Regions from separate parts of the Oncorhynchus kisutch genome. Here region 2 is linked to region 1. Evidence: chromatin contacts called from public Hi-C data. All regions are on one chromosome and are shown on one strand. The core of a region is the stretch at or near the end of the contact, and the rest is flanking DNA. Distances in the headings are between cores, read along the strand shown. Region 1 holds the start of LOC116353974. Region 2 holds the start of LOC109906541 (nuclear factor 1 B-type).

Region 1 (5,725 bases), core at 2,349-4,848:
AACTTGTTCAAAGATTTGTACAGAGCAATATTTTCTGTATATATTAATCACATTATTTTAAATGTAATGATCTATGAAATGGCTTTGTGGGCCTATTTGATATGGGCTGGTCCACCACTTGTCTCTAATAGTGGTTGTTGTTGTTTCACATTATTGCTGTAGTGACGTGTCTGTGTAGAAAATTATTCAGTCCTGTGGGAATTGAGACTTTCGAAATAGTGCAAGCTTCTCACACACACACACACACACACACACACACACATACACAACCACCCCTCTGTGTGAACGCTCGTCGTAACGAGGGGACTATTGAGATAATACGTGATTGTTCCTTGAGAGCTTGCCTAAAGGCACGTTAGCCCTGAATGCAGGAGCGCTTCTCACAGTCAGAAGTTCTCTCATTTATTGTGAATAGATCAGCCACCAACAAAGGCATCGTTAGAAGGGGCTCAGGCCCCACCAGGCTTCTGCTAATTATGAATGGGGGCCCTGTAATAATTCAAGGGCCCTTGGTGCTGCTCGACGTGGAAGAGGAGCTCACAAATCCAGAGCTTCCATGCTCTGCCCATCTGCATTGGTTTCCAACCAGCTGCCTGAAGATCTGACCCACGTTAACCACAGGGATGTCGTTCCATTCTGTCGAAGGAGAAGACATATGGGTAACATCCAGTTTGGTAATGAAGGATTCGCAATGGTGGTTGAAACATTTTTTATTAATTACTTTGTTAAGCCTTAACTCGTTTAAGTCATTGTGACTAATTCGTCACTGAGTAACAGTTGATTTCTTGCATTTCCCAAACAAGGCAGAAGGAATCAGTATGATTGAGGGAATAATCCCGCCAGTCTATCTAGCATTGAAAATGAGCCTTCAGTTGCATTACCTGAATTTGTCTCTTGTTTTAATGAAGATGGAAAATGCATTTGTTATTGGGCAGGGTTGGGGTAAATTCCATTAATTTCAGACAATTTTATTGAAATTCCATGAAAAAATGTCAGAAGTTACATTTATTTAGCAGGTTTTTCTGATCTGGAAAATGTTTTTGAATTCTTTCCCTGGAATTGACCCCGACCCTGTTACTACGTCACCGTTGAGGTTTTGCAGTAGCTTCCCTGCGCCCTTTTTCACCAGAAGAGGGCAGCGCACATCACTAAATTGCCACACAACGTCAGCCTGCCTCTGACTAAAGTCTAAAAACTGTTCCAAACCAACAAAAGAGTGAATTTAAAAGTAAACAAATGTATTTCAATGGAAAGATTCGTTTCATATCATAAAGCCTTTCCCACAGAACTGACTCATAAATTTACCAGAGGCTTCAGACCTTTCCCAGTATTATGATTTATCTGGTGAGGATGTTACTGAGAAATAACAGCACACATTATACTTTTTTCCCAAACAGTGATTAGTTAAAGTCAGCTTTAAAGTCAAAGCAGAATACTTGCACGAGCTTCCTTTGCTACGATTCATGCTGCATTAAGCAGTCAAGTGAAATGGATTGCTCACCAGAGGTCAGGGGCTTTCCCCAACTATCCTTTTAAAATGTTCTTCACCTTCCCCCTTGAAAGTGACGCGAAATGCTTGTCGTGTTGAAACATCGATTGTTACACATCCTCATATCATTAGTTGTAATAGGGAAGGGTACTTCTGATCACTGATGCCAAATTTCACCCTGAAGACATTTTCTACCAAACAAATGCTCAATCTCACCCCCCCTTTCTGAAGGAGAGGCTATAGGCGCTTTTGGTGGTTTGGTGGATGGCAGGTCAAGAGTTTCTTTCCTTGCAGCCTTGCCTTTCCACTAATGAATCCCCCTGGTTGAGGTCCTGTGGGCTGACTGGGTTCTCCCGTTGCACACTAACCAATGATTACACCTTGAGGGTGAGGAAGAGGACTGGGCTGGAAGGAGAAAGGGGGTAGAGAGCCCCAGATTGGAGGCAGGTGCCGCAGCAAATCAAGCCTCATTAGCTGTACCTTCTGCTAGCGTCGATGGCAGATGGAGGCTCGCCCTTACATGTTACCTCACATCAGATGACTTGGGGGTTGGGGGAGGTTACTGCTACTATCACTCTCTGTCTGATGCACTATTCCGTTCTGTGGTGGTGGCTGAAGTGTGATGGTAGTGGTGATGGAGGGATGGGGGGGGGGGGGGGGGGGGGGTAACAGTGGTGGTTGTGAAAGTGGTTGTAGAAGTGCAGGCCAGGGAAAGGAACATGTGAGAGACTCTTAGCTCTGCATGGTTAACCCATATAGGATGTTCACTGAGTATACAAAACATTAAGAACACCATTAAATCCACTTTACATGTAATTTATTTTTACATGTGTCCTTTAGCAGACACTCAGTACTGAGTAGTCTTACAGTACTGAGCTCTCTTACAGTACTGAGCTCTCTTACAGTACTGAGCTCTCTTACAGTACTGAGCTCTCTTACAGTACTGAGCTCTCTTACAGTAATGAGTGCTCTTACAGCACTGAGTACTCTTACAGTACTGAGCTCTCTTACAGTACTGAGTACTCTTACAGTACTGAGCTCTCTTCCAGTACTGAGTGCTCTTACATAATTAGCAAAACACCCCGCAAGGGAGGCCAGTTTGGATTTGGCTTCAGACCAATCAAATCACTTCCCATGCAAAACATCATTTTCAGAAATATGTGTCTGTTTCTGGCCGGTCCTGCAGCAGCTAGCTTGCTAAATCGTCCCTTTCCTAAGCCATGGATGAAGATGAGGATTTGGATTTGTGGTTTTGACTTAATTCGCTGTACAGGCCAATGATTATGGCCAATGATTATGATGCCGATTCTGATCTAACCATAAAAGAATGTGCCACTGGCCTCAGACGATTTAAGTTCAATATGTAGCCTAGATGTCACCTAGTAGGCTCACGTTAACTAGCTAACGTTAACTAGCTGGTTCATTGTTGCCCATGCCAGGAAGTTAGTCTAGCAAACATTTTAGCTAGATAGCCTATGACAACAAAAAAATAAATGTGATACTTTGTATAACAGAGCCATGGACCATTTTACCAACATGAAGAGAGGAGGATGGCATTGGCTTTCAACTAGTCTACAAGTAGGGTGAATCAACAGTCTGGTTTTACTTGCACACACATACACACACACACACACACACACACACACACACAAATCAGTACTATGGACAGAAACATGATATTTAGCAACAATGATTGGACTAAATCGTTTTTGGTATCTTTAAGTTAGTTTTCAGTGTACTTCATGAAGCATACAGCCTTGTTGATTTGATGATGTTTAAATGTTTCAGTGTAAATGGTGCTGGAATAGTGGAAGCAGTGTTCCTGTTGTCTTTGTGCTGACTTGCAGTAACTCCGTGATATTAAATCAGCAGCTGTTTAGTAAACTGTCAAAAACATTATCTTGCTTGACCATGCTGCCGGTTTGTTAATGCAATATTTGCTTTGTGGTTTTCACTGGGCAGATGTTGGTCTCTGGTTTTGTGATGAAACAAACATATGTGTACTTTAATTTATTCCACTGTGTGACTGTTGTCTTTTTGTTCTCACGGCCTTATTGTATTTCACTGTGGCGTAAGAACTAATGGGATATAGAGAAAACAACGTAATTATCACAACATAGGTTATAATATGGATTATTTCCCTCTGTCATTTTACCCACATGTAACAGGGTTGGTTATGTTTCCACTTGCCTCTAAAAGAAATGTGTATTTAATGTTCAAGCATTCTTATTGGTTAGTTCAACTCTGATGACAATAAGGTGTGTTGCGATTGGCCCCGCTTGCAGATGGAGGATATCGCGAATGTCAGGTCTTCCTAGTACGAAAATGTGATGCAAGGGGTAGGTCAATGTGTACAAGTTTGCTGTACGTTACTGATTTATACATGTGTGGGTATATGGTACCTGTTAGGGATTGAGGGGATTTCTGGGATGTTCTTTGGCATATGATTGCTGTAAATAAGTGTGTTAGCTAGCATACACTGATGTAATGGTCACATAAGCCACTGCTAACACAGTTGTCTTCATGCTACAGATTTTGCCATCTACAGCCATCAATACCATTAAGCCCTGCACAACTAACATGCTGTTTCCCATTTAACAACAGAAATAAATGATGCTCAACTGGGACCACTGGCCGAAGTGATTTATTTTGAGAAAACACAACGCATGGAGAGTACATATACATCTGTTACACACGCACGCTACTGTTTTGCTGTAAGGTTACAGTTGGTGAGGCGGCATGTTGAAATTCTTTTAGGAGTGTTGGTGGTTGTGGGGCAAAGGGACAATGGACACTTTGTCTAGACAGGCTAGTGGAGGGAGGGAGGCTGCATGGTGGTGGGGTTGTCGTATGGCATCAACTGATTGAACTTTGCCAGTCATAGGCCTAAAAGCACACAACATCCCCTGGTCTCTTTGGGTGTTGTTTACGCTGGGTGTTGTTTACGCTGTAGAAACCACTGTTTTCCTGTGAGATTGATATTTCATGAATAAAGCCGAATTGTATTTGTATAGGCTAAGTGAGAATTTATCATGTGTATAAGATCCCATGACATTTTGTTGAAATATTAGGGCTTTCAGTTTCAGGACAATTTTTCAGTTGTTCCTCCAAAACACACAACCATTCGCACCTACAAACTTCCTCAGAGCCACTGGCAACAGGGAAGTGACTAACATTGTGGGAGATTCCAATAATCTGTCTGTCACCTCCCAGCACGAGCACAGTAGAGTCATGGGATAGGGTGGGTTATTATAAAACAATAGTCAGAACCAAGAACATTTTTAGGGCTGTGAACCTCCTCTAACTGATACTACAAAACTGTATTACTCAAGTGGACTGGTAGCATCTGTGGCTCTGCATCACCCTCGGGAATTATCCACCAACCTGAGACTAGAAGAGGCCTGTGTATCCGAAACAGACAGAACTCCAAACATCTGGACAGAGACAGATTGACAGACGTGGACACTATATAAAACCTGAGAAATCTGCTAACCGGCTGTTCGGTCAACATGTGGGACATGCTGGGCTATAAAACTGGACAAAAAGTGATCTTCAAACACCTGACAGCATCGGCAGGTGTTTATGTGGTCATAATTTTTCTCGTAGTATACTATTTTGAATTTCAGATTCACCTGCAATGCTCCTGTTCACCTGATAGAAGCTCTTGGCATTGTGGTACCTACTTAGCGTTACCAACTTTGATCATTTTTTTCATGATTCTCTTTGTCGATAAACATTTCAGAAGAATCCTTCGATTTACATGCAAATGCGAGCGTGAGTGTAAACTCAGAGGTCATTTCTGCGCGGCACTGTTCAAATTCCTCTTCAAGGCGGCTGCAACAGGGTTACTCTGGGTTGCCTCTGTTCTCATCAATGGGTTCTGGTACACGTGCTGCCTAAATTACAGCTCTAGAGCACTTACCTGCAAGAAAAGCAGTGAGCTCAATTTGACAGAAAAAGCAACCATAGCTGACCTAAAAAATGATTCAGAGGTATTTGGCTTACTGGTGGTGCTCGGAATTGTAGGGCTGTTGACCCTGTCTGTATTGCCTTGGAATGAGTTCTGCTGTCGAAAGTCTTCTCACAGGGCTCAGTTTGAGAAGAATGTTTTGGAACAGGCGGAGATTCATATGGAGGATAAACTAGAGAGAATAGCTAAGGCGTATGTGGTTCAAGGCGCAATAAGTGATCTAGAGTCCATTTCTGAAGTAACATATGAAGATGAGACGAAACAAA
Region 2 (5,725 bases), core at 1,436-3,935, 150 kb after region 1:
ATATCATCTCATAACCTATATCATTTGATCACGGCATTTTAAAAGAGGACTTTTACGCACACGCTGGAGCTATCTTATTTAGAATACACATGGCGGTACTGCACAGACACTTTGGCTTATTTTCTCTATCACTGGTAAAACACGTTATTTCTTACTCAAAAATGAACTTGTCATCCTATAATACAATATACAGTATTTCAAGCGCTTTAAATCAACACACATTATTAGACCAGGTGAAAACCATATCAATACCAAAATATACACAAAACCAAATGGGTTTAGATACGTTTCATACTGCTACAAAAGATATGTATTATATAAGCTAAAGTTTTATCATATTTTATAATAATAATAAAAAAGTTACTAAATAAATCACGCCGCAATAATAAGCATGGCACATAATCGATAATAACAAGAAATCAATTTAAAACATTGCTTAGGCTATACCTGAGTAAGACAAATTGGAGAGTACATCATCAGCCAACAGTGTACACAAAATAGGTACTTCGATTGATTTCTCTGAAAATCACTTTATCGCGCCATTCTTCCTTGCCGGTAAAGCACCATGCAAAATTGTGGAGAAGTTATCCGTGTAAAGGTCTTATCCAAGAACATCAGTGAGATTGTGAAAGTCCAAACAATCCCATGTCTCAGTTCAAATGGAGACGATATGGCAGATAGGCTTATGCTTTTACAAATAAGCACGTTGAATGCCTATATGGCTCTTTCAATCCGAGCCGGCGCAAATGAAAATAAATCTCGCTACTCTGGAACCGTTCGCTTTATAACGTGAGAAGTCAATTCATAAAAGCATTTTGAAAAGTATAGAAAGCGCTGAATTTTGGAAACCCACACTCTTCAAACTTGATAGCCTAGAATATCGACCGGTACACCCTCCGTCTGAGCGATACTAACAAATCAGTCGCCAAGATTTTTCTTCTCACTTAATTACATAGTCATACTCCTCCCCTTCCAACAAACGCATTCCATTGCCACCAGCCCACCTTCCCGTCTCCCTCAGAAAACACAGCATTAAACTCTCCCCCCCTTCGCTCTCTGAGTTATGATTTTTTTCAACAGAAGACTTTGGACCAGCGTGCCGGTTCGAAAAGGAATTGGAATGGAAAATTCCCTTACAGATACGATATGGACTAGAGGCCTTATTCGAACTCTCTGTTTTACAAACAAGCCTAATAGCGTCGATAATTTCCCTATACAGTATAGGCTAGGCATAATGTAACAGAACATCTAATAGAAATGCCCGACGTGGCTTATAATACACTTCCAAAATGCATTTCACACTCCACAATATATACGATGTCTCCCTCTATTCACAACACAATTTGAAAGTGAAATCAAAGTGCAAATTTGCCTGGATGGCACACATTTAATGAAAATGGTTCAGCAACAGTGGATCATTATAGTTTCGATGTTAAAATACACATAGCTACACATTCCAAGTCAACTATGTAAGGCAAATATATAGTATATGCACTTTTCTAAACTATACCAGTATAGGACATTGTTCAATGTGCGGTATGTTATGGTTCTGGTTCTGATGTGAGTTGGTTAAACAGTTGACTGCTTCCAAAACTTTGACCCACCTGAGGTCATTTCAGTTTACGCATGACCCACCACATAAACGAGACTACAATGTTTTTCACCATGACAACACATAGCTGCGACCTATGAGGTCTGGACTAGTGATCCAGACCCACCATTTAGGAACTACTGGAACAGAGGACAGCAGCGGCCTGTCAACGAGTTCAACCCTATATTTCACAAGAACAGCGGCACTGACGGTTCGCGTCAACTCCACAGTAATGCCTCAGTTCGCCTAAACTATAATTTCGTGTCAATCAAATAGTAAACAATGGTTTATTTTAATCCGGACTGAGAGACAAAAAAAGCCATGAGGCATAAAAGTAGGCTGGACTACTGTAGGCTGGATGCCTGTTTTTCAATGCAAGGCGCGCAGAGGAACATGGTGTTCATAAATTCATGTTGACATTTTCCTTTTCATGGAAGTTACCGCTCATTATTGGACTGTATCAGTGGTGTAAATATGGTGTGGCCTAAAGGGGAACAATTATCCCTATAGTTGTGACCTTCTTTATCTCAAAATGTGGTTGCAGAAAACTATATTGTGCCAAAAGCGTTGCATGTGTAACCTCCTATGGAATTGTTCCACACATTCCAAATGTAGTTCATTGACAACAGAGGGGCCGTGGAGTTTAACGCAGGATGTGTGCCAACCGAAAGAAGAAAAAAAAACATAAATAATCGTATATCTGATAATAGTCTTGTCCACTTGTCATAATTCTATACCCGCTCAACCAGACCGGGTTGTGGTGAAGAGCAAGTCATTAATGGGAAAAATACAATGTTGTAACATTTGAAAATGACACATAGCAATAATAATCCACGTTCACGTACCATTGAACTGTATTGCATGGATTTAAAGGGGGATCCTGGAACCTGGGTGAAACAAGGCGGTTGCCTTCACATTTTTCACGTTCAACTTTGTAGGCTAGTGCTTGCAAAAAAATCAACACCGGAAAATAATTATTGGCAGAAAGGCGCGTAAAATCAAGTCAGCCAGCAGCTCAGCTTTTTTATTCCTTCCTCTTCAACTCTTACTTTTGGATTGGTTTTGGTTTGTTCAGTTGTTGAACGCAATCCAGAAGAGGCTGAGTTTTCGTAACTGGGCAGGTCTACGGCTTCACTTTCCATGTCTGACTGCCGCCCGCCTCCCGTGCAGCTCTGCGCAGCCAAGAGAGCTCCGCACCTAGAACTTGGATTCTCGCCTCTCATTGGTCAGGGCGGCGGCGGCATCAGTAGGGCCCTTCACTTCCGTTCGCTACTCAGTGTTTTTGGCTTTTACTTGCATGTCAATACATGATAGGCTGCAAACTGCTGGACTGGCATACATTGTGGTTATTCAGGGTTTATAGATACGAGTTAATGTAAAGTGGCAATCAGAAGTTGATAATATAAAGCTGAGGGATGGGGCTGGATACATGTAACCACTCTCAAATTCATAAACACAGTTATGGATACAAAACACATAAACAGTCTGAACCATGTTGAGGCTATATAGTGTTTGTTTTGTTTACAAACATTGCATAAAACAAGCTTACGTGTTGGGTTTTGATGGGGTTAAACTAAGCTCACGAGGCATTTATAAGTTATATTCGTCAAGAATCAATGGGTACACATTATTGCATTATATGTAGCCTACAGAAATGGATGTATCAACTACAGATTATCCCCTTAAATGATCTGTGGTTACAAGATAAACCAAAGAAAGTCATTATGTCACTTAGGCATATAATCATAATACACTATTATTATCATCAGGCCTATATTACAGGCTATACTGGGCTACTACTATACTACTACTACTAATCCTTGTAAAATTGCTAGTAATATTATTATTAGCATATTATCATGATTATTATAGGCAAAAACTGTATACAATTTGTTTGTTTTTTACAGACTATATATATTTTTTTAAGTATGAAATTGTACTATAGGTTACCAACAGTAAAGACTACTGTCCTTTATTGATTTGAACTAATTAGGTTTAATGAACTACTCGCTGTGAATTATTTCCTCATTAATATGGAAATCGTTGATATTCTATATGAGGAGGCAAATGCATCACATTTCTCTGAACCAATACAGTAGGGAGGTTCGGGCTTGGGTGGCTCCAATTGACAATGGACAGTGACAGGGTTTTATAGTCCAAATATGTTGTATTTTGTTCTATGCATTACCATTGTAGTTACATATTTTATAATTAAACATGTTTGATGAATGATAAGTGAATAATGCTCCAGAGGATGCAAATGTCCAACAGAACTGCAGATTGTGAATATGGCCGAGAGAGGTCACTGAACCTAACAGTCTAATATAATACAGCTGATTTGAAAGTGAGTTATTGATTCTTTATCATTTGTTTAACTCCGGGGGGGGGGGGGGGGGAACATGTATAGGCTATATCATTTTAAGTGTTTGACACAGACCTCCAATCAATGCAACAATATTCCATTTGCCAAATAACATTGATTGTTCAGAAATCCCGTTATAAGAGCAAATGAGGATGCTTTATAAAGTGACTTATTGATATTGTCCTAGATATGACGTGCATGGAAGGGGGAAATGCACTCTGCAAAAACTCAGTCAAATGAACTAAACAAGAGATATATGTTATTGCATGTGTGCACATAATTTATGCCTATCTGGCCAACACGTTTTACGATAAATTGGCTACTGGTAATTAAGAACTTTCTCCTCATCTGATTTCAACTCATAAGCTCGGAATTTAGTTTTTTTTTAAAGCGGTCCTTCCCTTTTTACGAAGGAGGGAGGTGGCGTATAAATCGACACCAAGGAGAGAGGTTGGAAAAGTTGGTCAACCGAAACTTCGAAGACTGCCTGATAGATTTTGTGGACTGACTGCGCTGAGAGTGAATTTGAGAACTTAGGCTAATTTCAATAGAGAAAATGTGATTATTTTCGTTTCGATATTGCTTTTGAGGTGTTTTGATAGATGCATGAATAAGATGTGACCACATTTTAGACGTAGACGAAATAACTCAAGAGTATGTTTATATGCCTCGACGAAACAACCGCAATCTTCTTCAGATCGCATTTTACGCACGCATTACGCACAACCTGCCCACACTTAATGTTATTTTTGCATGAAATGCACTGTGTACATTGTCTTCTTTCTGTATTCAAATTGCACAAATATTTAAAATTATGATATATACATTTTCCACTTATTTGGTCACACCTTTTCAAAACGCTTCAGCGGACAGCGAGAAGAACATTTCAGTGTGCTCAAAGTTACTGAACCTTGTTCTATTGGCCGTCGGACATATGCTGGCAATACGGACATGATATATATGTTGCCTAATGAGAAAATTGAATGCTCAGTTTATTCATTTAATTTCATTGAATCATATTATGATAAGTATTATTCACTACGATTTCACAAAATAATCATAAATCCTGAATGTCCATGGTTCAATTTGAAATCCAAGACGATAGCTTCTATCAGGGACTTTGTATTGTACACTTTCTGTAAATTATGTTAAGATAAACACTGTCATACTCATACTTAGTGTGTGACTCATTTGGCAGTAGAAAACAAGCCAAAGGTCCATTTAAAGACAAGACTTCCCAAAGCTTGTAATTCTCCCTTCTTAATTTTAGCACCCACAGTGTTACACTAGCAATACATTAACACATTGCTGCCCATCTTGAGACCCAGACTGTGTGTTTTGAATTGTAATGTATAACAGACACAGAAATCATTTCCCCTCATAGTTACCAGAAGGACAGTAGTGTATATGGATACAGTGCATTTGGAAAATATTCAGACCCTTTGACTTTTTACAGCCTTATTCTAAAATTGATCAAATCGTTTTTACACAATACCCCATAAAGACAAAGTAAAAACATGTTTTTAGACATTTTTGAAAATTCCTAATTTTTAAAAACTGAAATAACACATTTACATAAGTAGTCAGACCCTTTACTTAGTACTTTGTTGAAGCACATTTGGCAGTGATTACAGCCTAGAGTCTTCTTGGGTATGATGCTACTGGCTTGGTACACCTGTATTTGGGGAGTTTCTCCCATTCTTCTCTGCAGATCCTCTCAAGCTCTGTCAGGTTGGATGGGGAGCGTTGCTGCACAGCTATTTTCAGGTCTC

What was found. A called contact is a pair of places that touch in the nucleus more often than the background predicts.
Region 2: a Hi-C map of muscle shows a contact between it and region 1, with 20 times the contacts expected there. The contact joins the promoter of LOC109906541 here to the promoter of LOC116353974 in region 1. A contact is called at or near these places in 2 of 2 Hi-C or Micro-C datasets (liver and muscle).

The regions. Positions count from the first base shown.
Region 1 is chrLG16:25,993,190-25,998,914 of Okis_V2, forward strand. LOC116353974 reads left to right here and starts at 3,599. Exons shown (of 2, transcript XM_031792124.1): 1 at 3,599-3,828; 2 at 4,094-5,725.
Region 2 is chrLG16:26,146,012-26,151,736 of Okis_V2, forward strand. LOC109906541 (nuclear factor 1 B-type) reads right to left here and starts at 2,686. Exons shown (of 12, transcript XM_031792111.1): 1 at 2,437-2,686. The coding sequence starts at 2,454.